2 separate regions of the Rattus norvegicus genome follow, and region 1 is linked to region 2. A link is a contact called in public Hi-C data. All regions are on one chromosome and are shown on one strand. The core of a region is the stretch at or near the end of the contact, and the rest is flanking DNA. Distances in the headings are between cores, read along the strand shown. Region 1 holds the start of Leng8 (leukocyte receptor cluster member 8). Region 2 holds the start of Ppp1r12c (protein phosphatase 1, regulatory subunit 12C).

Evidence for each region. Hi-C and Micro-C count contacts between places; a contact is called where the count stands out from the background.
Region 1: a contact with region 2 is called in a Hi-C map of hepatocytes, with 2.0 times the contacts expected there. The contact joins the promoter of Leng8 here to the promoter of Ppp1r12c in region 2. A contact is called at or near these places in 2 of 12 Hi-C or Micro-C datasets (hepatocytes and mammary epithelial cells).

What each region holds. Positions count from the first base shown.
Region 1 is chr1:79,122,135-79,128,339 of GRCr8, reverse strand. It overlaps Leng8 (leukocyte receptor cluster member 8), which reads left to right and starts at 3,602. Exons shown (of 15, transcript NM_001037790.3): 1 at 3,602-3,707; 2 at 5,270-5,362; 3 at 5,988-6,159. The coding sequence starts at 5,325. Ttyh1 (tweety family member 1) reads left to right here. Exons shown (of 14, transcript NM_001106225.1): 11 at 1-36; 12 at 170-215; 13 at 479-552; 14 at 689-2,164. The coding sequence ends at 517.
Region 2 is chr1:78,360,547-78,366,735 of GRCr8, reverse strand. It overlaps Ppp1r12c (protein phosphatase 1, regulatory subunit 12C), which reads right to left and starts at 3,808. Exons shown (of 22, transcript NM_001191946.2): 1 at 3,382-3,808. The coding sequence starts at 3,714.

The sequences.
Region 1 (6,205 bases), core at 2,353-4,852, 760 kb before region 2:
CAGCCTGCCCCGTGCCTGGGCTCTCTTCCCACCCAGGTCAGCAAGGGAGAGAGGGTAGGGTCCCCAGGGAGGGGACAGGAGGCAGTACCCAGGGCCACTGATGGGGATGGGGCAGCCTCCTGATTGGTTTCCATCCTGCTTCTCTGCCACTCCCCACATCACACTTCAGTGATGACTACGATGACACAGACGATGACGACCCTTTCAACCCTCAGGTATAAACCCTCCTCTGAAGGGAAGAGGACTGGGGCCTGGGATCCTGGGTCTAAGAGAAGAAAAAATGAGTATTGCATTCCTAGGTCTGGGAAGAGAGAAAATGAGACCAAACCTCTGGTCTGAGATCCTATGGGAAGAGGGATGAGTCTTGGGCGTGAGGGAGGAGGTCTGGGGTCTAGATCCTGGGCCTGAGGGAAGAAGGAAGGGCTCCACAGTCCACAAGAGATTCTGTATGTCTTTTCTGTCCCTGTTATCCTGCCAGGAATCCAAGCGCTTTGTGCAGTGGCAGTCTTCCATCTGAGCCCCCCTGCCAGTGTGGCCTGCCTCTCCTCTTTGGTAAGCTTCAAGTACCGTCATGTGCAGTTGGGTCTTGGATCTCCCCTACAGTTGTAGTAGCTCTCTTATGCTGGGTGGGTGTCCACGGGAGTATCTCCTGCCAATGTCAGCTCTTCATCTCTCCCTCTTTCTCTAGCTCCTTTCCTTGGCTGCTGGAGAAGGCCCCACTAACCTGACCTTGGCTGGGCTCTGACCATTAACACTGCTGGCTATGGACACCTCACATAGGATGACATCCTGTTCTGGCCCTAACACTCCCCCATTCCCATTTCTCCTTAGCACAGGTGGTTGCTGGGGTGGCACAATAGAGACCAGGGCTGTCTGGGAAGGGAGCTGACCATACAGCGTGGTGTTCCTCACCTCCGGGTACCAGCCCTGTCCTTGGAGGGATAAAGCTGGACACAGGTGCAGGCATGGCCATTTCCTGCCATATGCCAGTGATCTCAACTGATGGCACTAACTTGGAAGAGGGCGGATTTGAAATAAAAGGGAAGACTTTATTTTACAAGTACCTAGGTCCTTCTTATCACCCCTGCCCCAATCCTGGAGAAAGAAGTCTTGACTGGGCTAGGGGACTCCTCTGGTGTTTGAAAGGCAACTCTCCTCTTGTCCAGGCTCAGCACTGCTTTGCTTCTGAAAGTCACGTGTGAATCCTGACAAGGGGGAAGAAGCAGATCCCAGAAGAGAGTAAGCCTAACACTAAATTAAACATGCGTGCATCCACAGGAAGAGTCAACCTTCCAGTCACGTGGAATGTTCAAAGCCTGCTGGGATTAGGAACGGTGTGGAATCGAATCAACTTGCTTCCTAGCAGCTCATATCCTACACAAGAACGTCAGAAAACTAACGCTTGTTTCAGGATAGGGACAGAAATCTTCAGAGAGAAGTAGAATATTTGCTCGTAATGCTACCACGGTGATGTAAAGGGAGAAGGTTTAAGGAAGATAATATAAATCCAGACAGGAAAAGATGAGGCAATCATCAAGTTGTCAAGTAAAAACAAACATGGCAGAGTCAAAAGGGAAATTTATTGTCTGGGGAACAATTCCTATGTAGTTCTTATTTGTTAAAAAAAAAAAAAGTAGCACACATGACAAAGGAAAACATTGTTGTTAATAGATAAACATAATTCAAAAAGCTTCTATTATCTAACAAAAAACAGACCAACTCAATTTAGTAATAAGTAACTGAGATGAACGTACAAGGAAACAAAATCCCCAAGACAAAGGATAAAACTGGGGATTTTTGGTTTTCATTTTGGTTTTTGGTTTTTTGAGACAGGCTTTCTTTGTAATAGACCTGGGTGTCCTGGAACTCTTTGTAGACCAGGCTGGCCTTGACCTCACAGAGAACAGCCTGCCTCTGCCTCCCTAGTACTGAGATTAAAGCATGTATCACCATATCACCAGCTAAAATGTTCAAGTTCTAATGATTAGCAAACACGATGTGCTACTTTCCCCTTTCTAGTACCTACTTGTTGTGGACTTTAAAGTGGGGTGTTGGCTGGTGCTAGTCTGGAGGCTCAGGGAAAAAGTTCTCTGAATATGCTGCTCAGAGGCGGTGAATCACCAGCTATGTGAAAATAATAATTAAAACAAACAAACAAAACAAAACCCTGCTCACATCTCTTAACCTGGTAATCCTTTGGGGCACAAGCTTCCAGTAAGAGATGAACAGGCAACCCTTGGCTCAGTTAAACCCTGGAGACAGAAATGTTCACAAAAGGAAGAACAGTAATGTAGAGCAGGATCCTCAAGTTCACAGTGGCAAGTGGGGTACAGAGGCACCAGGGGTATCCCTGGCCCTGTGCTGGTTGGAAGCCTCTGGGTCCTAGACCTGGCACCACTATGTTAATGTGGACAAGTTATCTGACTGGTTGAACCTCAGTTGAATGGTGAAGCAAATGGGTATCATAAATCCAGAAAACAGCTCTTGACATGATAGGTAATAAGCAGGATAAATGCAGCATGATGTTCTGGGTTACATTCTGGTGCACAGAAAACATTAGTAGGAAAAGTACCCACTTCTAAAGTCTGCGGCTTAGTTCAGAGTATTAAAGCAATGTCAATTTCTTACTTTTAACAAATAAACCATGGTGAATTCGAGGTGTGGAATCTAGCAATAGGGGAAACTGGGCAGTGTGCTCAATTCCTGTATTACCTTTGCAATTTTTATTTCTGTAAACTTAAATTTATTCTAAAATAAAAGTTCATTATAAAAAGGAGATGGGAAGAAACCTACCAACCTAACACTAGCAAATGATACAAAATTAACCAAGTGTTGTTTCATTACCAAAAGTTGCTTGTACAATGTGAGACCAGAAATTGGTCTATAAGGTACTGTCTCATAGATTATTTAACCGGGGATCCCAAATTGGACTGCACAATTCAATCACTCTCACTGTAAACCGTGGGCTTTAAGTGGCAGCTCACACTTTACATTTCATAGGAAGGAGGCGGATTTCTGAGTTCCAGGTCATCCTGATCTTAACAGATACAGTTCTGCCAGCTGCCTCTCTGTCCTGTCCATATCTCACCATCCCAAAACCCTACAGGATACCTTTCCAGCGTCACGGTTCAGTGGCTACTCCCATTCCTCAAACGACGCGTTTCCCGCTTCCTTTGATTCGCACTCGCTATTCCCACGCCAGGTGCGCCATTCCAATTTTATTCACTAAACAAGCTTTCCAAGGGAGGATTCATCTTTATGCCTCTTCTCTCCACCCAATTTGTTTTTATCGTCATAGCGCAGGGCGCAGTCTCACAACTCCTGTTCCTATTATTTTACACTTGAGGGCCTATTGACTACTGTAGATTGAGTCAAAACTAGCCTATTGTGTACACGTACGAGAGACTGGGAGGGCTCGCGGTTCTTGTCCCCACGGGGCTACCGTCTAAAGCCAGCTTCCGGCTTGCCGACAACGCCCACACGCGATTGCGTCGCGGGACGAGTGGAGGACGGTTCAAACCCAGCGGTGACTTCTATTGGCTGTGCGCGACACGAGGCGGGGTCGGACGTCCTTGTAACGTCATCACGCCGCGGTCCGGACGTTCGAGCCCCAGTCTAGAGCCCGCCGGTGACTGAACGCACTCTTGGTTGTCTTGTATCTTCTGCTTTGGGCCGCCGGCAACGAATCCCAGGAGCGAGTGGTTCTAGTGAGTGTGGGTATTGGTGGGAGGCCTGGCAGGCGAGCACAGGAACTCTTTCGGGTTCCGTACTCCGCGAGCCCTGGCCTGTTTGGTGAGGCCAACCGACGCCGCGCCCTGCGTCTGTAAAGGGTGTGGCTGCCGGAGCGCCGTCGCGCATGCGCGCTGGGTGGGCGAGGGGGAGCGCTTCTTTGCGCGTGCGCGTCCGCTTCCGCTCTGCCACAGACCCTGGGAACGCTGCGGGCCCTAGTACCCTAGACGCTCCCCTTGCGGCCCCATTGACCCGCTGTTACGCCGGCCTCCCTGTTGCCTGGGGCAACCTAGAGAGGCCACCCTCGCAGCCTGGTGCGCAGGCGCGGCCGGGCCGGTGGCTGGCCGCAGGGACAAGGGAGGTCGCTTGAGTTCAGGGCGGCCTCAACTTCCACCTAGCGTCGTGGACCCCATGCCTGCGGGACAGCCAGGTGCTGTTGAACTTACAGTTCATGTTGTCCTCGTCCATCTGACCCTTTCCCTCAGGCCTCCTCCTAATACCAATTAGTAACCCGAGGCTCTCTTATCTGCTTCCCTAGTTAGGACCCCTTGACTCCACCCAACGTTTTTGTTTTTGTTTTTAAGGCCTTTGAGACCTGTCAGTGCTCCTTAGACTTCCTGTAAGATTTCGGGTTCTCCAGTAGGCTTCTTTGATGTAAATCTTAACTGTTGTTTGGACTGCTCCAGCCCTATTTCCAAAGTGGTCCTTCATATTTTTTTTATGGTATTCGCCTCACCCCTAATAGTTTATTAAGAATGTTGCGCGCCTCCCACAATTTCGTCAAAGTTTTATCTGCAGACACCTTACTTGAGTAATTGCCACTTGTTTTCCCCCTAACCAACTCCTGCTCCTAGGAACATCCCATACAAGTCTCTTCTCTGTCCTCTGGAGACTAATTGATTAAGTCTGGTAGGTGCTGACAGCCAGTGACTTAAAATAGGGGGAGTCTCCCGCTCCTGCTCACTGGGACATCCATAGATTACCTTTTTCTTTGAAAACTTTGTTTTCCAATGTTCTCCCAGTCTCAGTCCCTTACTCTTCAGTGTGTCCCCAGAGGCGGCTTTCTTGCCAAGCTTCTTCGGTAGCTAGTACTTTAGTCACTGGTAGTTACACATCGGAGAGCCGCCTTCTTGCTATATCAATATACTAGGGGATTCTCTTGATTTCCTGTCCAGGACTGGTTTCTGCATCCATCACTTGAGCCAGGTTTCCCTCACATCCACACAGAATGTAATGCAAGTTTTAGTTTCTTTGTTTTCATTTTCATATCCCACAGTTTAGTCTTAGAGCCTTCCAAGGGAGGTCTTTTCCTTTCATGCTCAGGTCTCTTCATTCCACACTAGGAATTGATTCTCTCTGATTCTTTTGGCTGTTTGTTTTCGAGACAGGATTTCAACATGTAACCCAGATAAGTGTTGAACTCCCAGCAATCACCACACTTGGATTCTTTTCCATTCTTTACCAGTGTTCCCTTCTGAGATACCCTCCCTTTCCAGCCTAGCTTCTCTTGGGTCTTCCTGATTCATCTCTTTTCTTCTAGGCAGTGAAAAAGCAGTCTGGCTCCCGAGGTCTACTCCCTACACCCCAAGGTCCAGATGGCGGCCAACGTGGGTGATCAGCGCACTGCAGACTGGTTAGTAGGGGTAGGGGAACATAGCCCATTGAGGAGGACAAAGAGGAACAAGAAGACACAGTGGGACCTTGTACAGCTTGGGGGAAGAAATGCACATTCTGGGGGCTGGGATGGAGGGGCAAGCTTCCCCTTTGAGTTTTTCTATGTTTGTGAATTTGGGCATGTGTGGGTGTGAGTAAGTGTGTGTCACCCGTGCTCATCAAGGTCAGAAGAGGTATCAGATTCCTTGGACCTGGAGTTACAGGTGGCTGTGAGCCGTCTGACATGGGTGTTGGGAACAGAATCTGTGACAATGCAAGACTACTAAATGCTCTTAAACACTGAGCTACCTCTCCAGCCCCCTCTTTCTGACCATTTTTCTTTCCTTTTTTTTTTTTTTAATTTTTTTTCATTGTTGGCCATATCAGGATTTACTGGCTTATAAAAAACAGTTCTCCTAAGGTCATGTTTAAAGTTATGTACATATTGGTCAGCCTTCTGTTTGATTGGTTATGTGCTACCTTCAGCTTGGGCTGTGGTGAGAAGGGAGTTTAGCTCTAGAATTCAAGCCTTGGGTTTGCTTTCCCTCCCGAACTTTGTCTACCTGTATACAGTGGGAGAACATAGCTCTGATTCACTTTTACAGGTCTTCTCAGTACAGCATGGTGGCTGGGGCCAGCAGAGAAAATGGAATGGAGACTCCTATGCATGAGAACCCAGAGTGGGAGAAGGCCCGCCAGGCCCTGGCCAGCATCAGCAAAGCAGGGGCTGCCAGCAGTTCCAAAGCCAGTAGCAGTGGGCCTGTGGCCAGTGCACAAGTGAGAATGGAATGCAGGATTTGGGAGTACCTTAGGGAGTCTGTAA
Region 2 (6,189 bases), core at 2,559-5,058:
TAAAATATCCTAGTTACTCCATGTTTGGGTCACCTGAGCATGAAGAATTCATAGAGACAAGAGGAGGCTCCAGAAGCCAGGATGAAAATGTAGACCTGGAAAAATAGGACTGCCATCCCTGCATGTTATTGCTGAACATATTCCTGAGATGGAGGAGCCCCAGAGCCCAGACATGGCCTCCCAAAAGACAGGGCGCCTTGATCAGACACGACCCAGCACAGGTAGTGGAAGAATGATCACCCAGCCCTGAGTTCCATTCATAGCACAGGAAAAAAAGATTATCACCACAAAAAGACACACATGCACCTCCTCCCAGAGACAAAGCTGAGGTCCAGGGGCATATTTCCCAAATTTTCCTGTGCGCAGGTCCCTCAGAACATCTTTTCCAAACAACCCACACCACACTACTCCCCCCTCCCGCCACACACACACACACACACACACACACACACACACTTCCTCACCCTTAGAACTGAAAGCTTGGGGAGAGGAAAGTCTCACCCTAGCCAGCACAATATCCAGAGAGCTGGTCCCCATCCCTGATGACACTGGCTAGACACTGGAACCACTGAGTCTAGGGAGGGGGTAGGGTCCCCACTCCTGGGCCCTCATGAAAATTAACCCCCTTCTTCAAGTTCAACCATCTGGAGAAAGAGAGAAGGAAGCTACGAGGGCCAAGAGCATGAAGTCATGGAAATTTAGGCTGCAAGAGGGGGGCCACACGTGCCCTGGGAACGGGATGAACTCTGGGCTTCACTCTGGGCTCAGTTTATTTCCACCCTGTTGTCATGGTGATGGGAGGGGGGGCAAGGAGGCAGATGGGCCTTTCCCTTTCAAGGACCTGGCCGGGCACCGGCATCCATGTGAAAGATGCCTGAGGCTGGGCACTAGGGACCCAAGAATCTAGGCCCACCTCCTCCTCCCTCAGACACAGAACTCTAGCCAATCCTCTTTTCTTAGACCTAGGGGGCCAGACTTGCCCCTCTTCCCTCAGACCCATGTGTTTGAGCACACAATCTCTCCCCTGTTCAAACCTAGGACTCTTAACTCCCAGCCCTGCCTACCACAGACCCAACTCATAGCCATTATTGGACAAGGTAGATTATTGGACAAAGGGAAGAAAAAAAGAGTATCCCTGCCTTGGTGAGGTAGAAGCTGGGGCTCAAGAAACAACACAGCAGGAAGCTGGTGCCCCAACGAGGGTTTAAAACTGAAAACACAGCCCCAGGTACAGAAATCAGGAGACACTAGAAGCCACCAGATGGAGTGACCAAATGTCCCTGTTTTCCTGGGACTGCAACTAGCTCTGGGAACTGTCACTGCTAAAGCCAGGACAGTATGAGGTGGTGACACCACACTCGCCCCACTCTAGACCCCAGCTCCCTCTGCTTACTGGCTCTGTAAACCAACTGCTCTCTTTGAATCTTCTCTCCCAATGTTCCACGCCTCCTGAAAAGTTCTCGAGTGAGTTCACCAAAAATCTCTCCATAGTGGGAGGAGAGTCCCACTGGAAGGCTGCTGGACAAACCAGGCCAGGCCTGACATTACAGGTTTCTGTCAGAAGAGGTACTCTAGTGGCTCCCAGCAGATCCAGAAGAGGGATGCAGTCAGGAGCCAGAGATTTGGGTGGTGGACTGCTCTCCTTGACTGATCAAAGATGCTGAGACTCTGAGAGGGGCCTCAGGGAAATAGTGTCCTGCTGTATATAAAGGAAAATGTCCCAGACAGCACTGGGAACAAATTCCCAGGGTATACCTGCAGTTCATATAGGCCCCAAGAAGGAGTTTCCACATGACACTTCTCATCAGAGTGTCCAGGTACAGCGGTGACCACTGCTCCCATTCCACAAATAAGAAAACTAAAGAACACTCAAGATACAAGAGACAAAGAACAAACAGTCAAACAGATATTAGGTCAGTACTGACTGACTGATTTTGTTTTTGTGACTAGGTCTCATGTGGCCTAGGACAGCCTCAACTCACTGTGTAGCTGAAGCTGACACTGACCCTCCAAGCCACCTTGCCTCCACTTCCCAAGCACCTGGTTTCATGCACTCTAGATACCCACTCTACAAACTAAGCTACATCCCGGGACGGATGGCTTCTGAGTGTTTTTTCTCTACCTGCATGCCCGAAAACTGAACCTGTCAAATACCATCCCTCTGTGTCCCATCCTCAGGCAGCAGGCTTCCCTTCCAGGATCCCCTCTGTTTCCACTAGACCACCATGGGATCCTAGAAAGGAGAAAAGAGGACAACCCAAGAGATGGAATTGCCATGAAAGAAGGCTGCTCACCAGAAGACTGACATTGGACCATCACTGAGACCAGGCTGGAGAACTGGGATGTAAGCTCTTGTGTGACTAATCTTGTCCTTGATCATCCTAACTGTGAATAAAAGCATCCTGAATCCAGAAGAACCCAAACAACACAAGATGATCCTGACTCTCGGGCACAGAGCACTGGAAAAAGTAATGTGTCCTGGATACCCAGGGTTTTAGTGGAATAGGTTCTATAGTCCTCTGGGAGGTGATAAGGTGGAAATTCAGGAGAGAGGGCATACTTTTTGAAGAAGGACGCTTCCCAAATAAAGTCTAAGAAATGAACCAAGGATAGATAAGGTGGCCTTGTAACTCCAGAAATGAGAAGGGCAGAGACATAAGGATCTGTGTTTGCGGCTGGCCTGGACTACATAGCAAGACCTTGTCTTAGGCAAAACAACAACAAAACAAAACAAAAGGAAAAGTGATCCTGCTCCTGGAAGAGCGAATGCCTACAAGTTTCCCCCAGAAGGCAAATAATGTGGACAGAGAAAGAGTTGAGGAGAAACCTCTTTAAGAGGTGGCAAGATCCCAAAAGGAGGGATGAAGAGATAATTTAATGAAGGACATGGGGTTGAGATAGGAGAAAAGATAAAGAAAGCAAGGGAAGACCCAACAGAGGAAGTGCCCTTTCAAGGAAACAACGTGATACACTGCCTAGAAGAGGAAAGACCATCCTGAGGCCGCAACGAACAGCACAAATCACAGGAAGAAGAAGAAGGCACAAAGATGGACCTTCAAAGAAGTGACACTGAAGGACCTGGGCCTAGTAAAGAGGAGGGTTATGTCAAACTGCAGGAGAACGAAACCTCAGGCCTGAGTCAGGAAAGACTGCAACACAGTCAAACAAGTACTAGCCAGGAAAGGAGAAACCGAGCCTGCGTGGGCACGGAAGTAAGCAATGCTGCAAAAGATGCACGGGAGAGATGACAGCACGAATGACAGAGAAGAGGCGGCCACAGAGCAGGCGGGATCCTCGGCGATGGCAGAGTCGAGGAAAGGTGGCTCAGAGCCGAGGAGGGAGGATGCCCGAGTGGTGAAGACGCGGGACGGGGGCGCTGACCTGGTGCAGGGCGCTGATGCCATCGGCGTTGGTAGAGTCGAGCACCGCACGGGCAGGCGGAGGGACAGCGGGGTCAGTCGCAGCGCCGGACCCGGGACCAGGATCCGCTGCACGCAGCATCAGGCGAGCCTCGTCCAGATCACCGCCTGCACAGGCCGCCAGAAACTCGGCGGCGCGCTCGAAGCGGACAGTGCGGGCACGCCGCTCCCCGGGGCCCGGGTCAGCGCCCGCCCGCGCCCCCCACTGCCGCAGCTGCTCCTGCCGCCGCTCACGGGCGGCCGCTGCAGCCGCCGCCGCCCCCGGGCCCGCTGCCGGGCCATCCTCGCCGGACATCGCGCCGGCCCGCTGCCCGCCCGCTCACCAAGCGAGCGAGCGAGCGAGCGAGCGCCGGGCGACGAACAGCCGCCACCCGCCCGCCCTGGGGGCCGCCGGGAACCGCCGCGCGACAAGCACCGCCCAGAAGCTCGCCCAGCCCCCGCTCGGTGTATTGACGTCACGCCGCTGGCCCAAAGCCCTCTGGGAAATGGAGTCCTGATTGAGACATTGCTGAGGGTGAGGGCCTAAAAAAAAAAAAAAAAAAATGAGCCTCGCATGGCGAGCTGGGAAGTGGAGTTTCTTCCCATTGAGGAGCCTCGCATAACGTGAACAAGATAGGTTAGAGAATGAGGCAGAAGGCAGGCCGCCAGGAGTACTTGGAAATGGGTTCTACGAACGGAAGTTTTCGCTAAACTCGCTATATCCTGAGGCATGTTTAGAAATCAGGAGCTGGAAGGGGTCGAATGAAAACAGTCAAAAGGCACGTCATCGATCCTAGCACTTGGGAGGCAGCAACAGACAAATCTCTGAGTTCCAGGACAGCCTGGTCTGATCCTGGTCCTGAGTTCCAGGACAATCATAGCCACACAGAGAAACCCTCTCGAAAAACCAAGAAGCAAAGAAAAAACTGCTTAAAGGAGGGCATGCCCCTTGGGAATGCTGGGAATCTGGGTAGAATAGCCGGATAGGTTACTGTGGCATGATGGGAAATGTAGTGTACTTTGTAAAGCGACTACCCAAAGGCGCATGGGAAATGATGGCGGATAGCGGATCCCGAGAGATACAGAAATAAAATTTGCATAATTTTTATGATTTGTTTTGAGATAGGATGGTCCTCGAACTCACTAATAATGCCCTTGAACTTCTGATCTTCCTGTCTCCATCTCCTATAGCTGGGATTACAGGAGTTTAGTTTTTTTTGTGGGTGGTTATTTTTGTTTTGAGGCAGGGTCTCACTACATAGCCCTGCCTGGCTTGAAACTCGTTATGTAGACCAGAATGGCCTCGAACTCACAAAACTCCGCCTCCTCCTTGCCTCTCGAGTGATGGAATTAAAGGAGTACCAACATGCCGGACTTGTTTTAGTTTTGAAACTGCCCCAACCCGTCGACTATAAATAAACTCGATTTGTTTTCTTTGAGCACCCCTAAGGTAGTCCTAACGACTCTGAGCCCGAGAGAAGGCAGTAAAAAGTATTTCGAATGAATGAATGGGCTCCCTATGGTATCAGGAAAATCAAGGGACCACGGGAAATTGAGTTCTCAAATAAGATTAAAGCCTGTCACCGCCAAACTCCTCTTATAACGTTGCGATAAAGTTCCCGTGCCAAGTTCAAGGAAATCAGATAACATGGGGCAAGCTGGGAAATGTAGTCTCAAGGCCACGCCTGAAAAGGGTTCAGCTCCAGACTTCCAAATATGTCTCAGAACCCAAGGTACCTAAGAAGTCAGTTTCCAGATCAAGAAAAAGCCTACGTTTTCTAGTGGTAATAATTCCCTGAGCATACTAGAAAGAGGACTCCCACACATAACCAAAACGGCCATATACAGCCTACCTAGGGCTGCAAAGTACACTAGGAATTATACACTCCTACACTCAGATTGTATCATGCTCTCCTGGCATGCAGGGATTTTGTAATCTAAAATGTGATGTTCCACTAGGTTTGAAAGTTTTACAATAGACCCAACAGATAAGCATACCTAATAAACACCTAATAAAAATAATGTGATCTTTCACATAATTTTCCCCAAAAGTCCATTTTCAAAAAGGATAAAAATCATTTTGAGACAGGAACAGTCGAGCAGAAACCTGTCAAAATTGGTATAGGGAAAACAAACGTTTTTCCTAAGGGACACTAACGCAGACCATCCACTCCACAATCCTTGGATTTATGCAGAGAAATAAGCCATAAAACCTCCAGGGCCTGGGAAACAATGATGATAAGTCCAAAAGGGTAATCCCATGATTTTTGAGATATGAGATACCTGAACCCTACCCTACACGCACACACGCACGCACACACGCACGCACGCATGCACGCATGCACGAATCCTTCTTCCCCAAGGCAAGAAGTCAGATATTTCCATCTTTGGGACCCACAAGGAAGGAGAGCACTGACTCCACAAACTGTCTCCGGTTTCCACTCACTGACCACGGCATTCGTGCACACCCTACTAAGACACACACTAATAGACGTGTTTGTTTGTTTTTTTAATATACCACTTCATAAAATAATCCACAAAGTAAGGCTACACCAGTGCACAGACAAGAGGTAAGACTATTTTTAGCCAGATTTGGTCTGGTTACTGTCCCGCCTCTCAAATTCTGGGATTCTATGCATGCTCCTACACACACCTTGAATGTGTTGTTTAAAACTGTCCTTGGAAGAGTTACTTACCTTATAAAAACATTTTAAGTCTAAGAGGCAATTGATTCTTCAGGGACACCTATGGCTGGCCTGTCTGTGTGACTATCATTACACTGGGTCTCCAA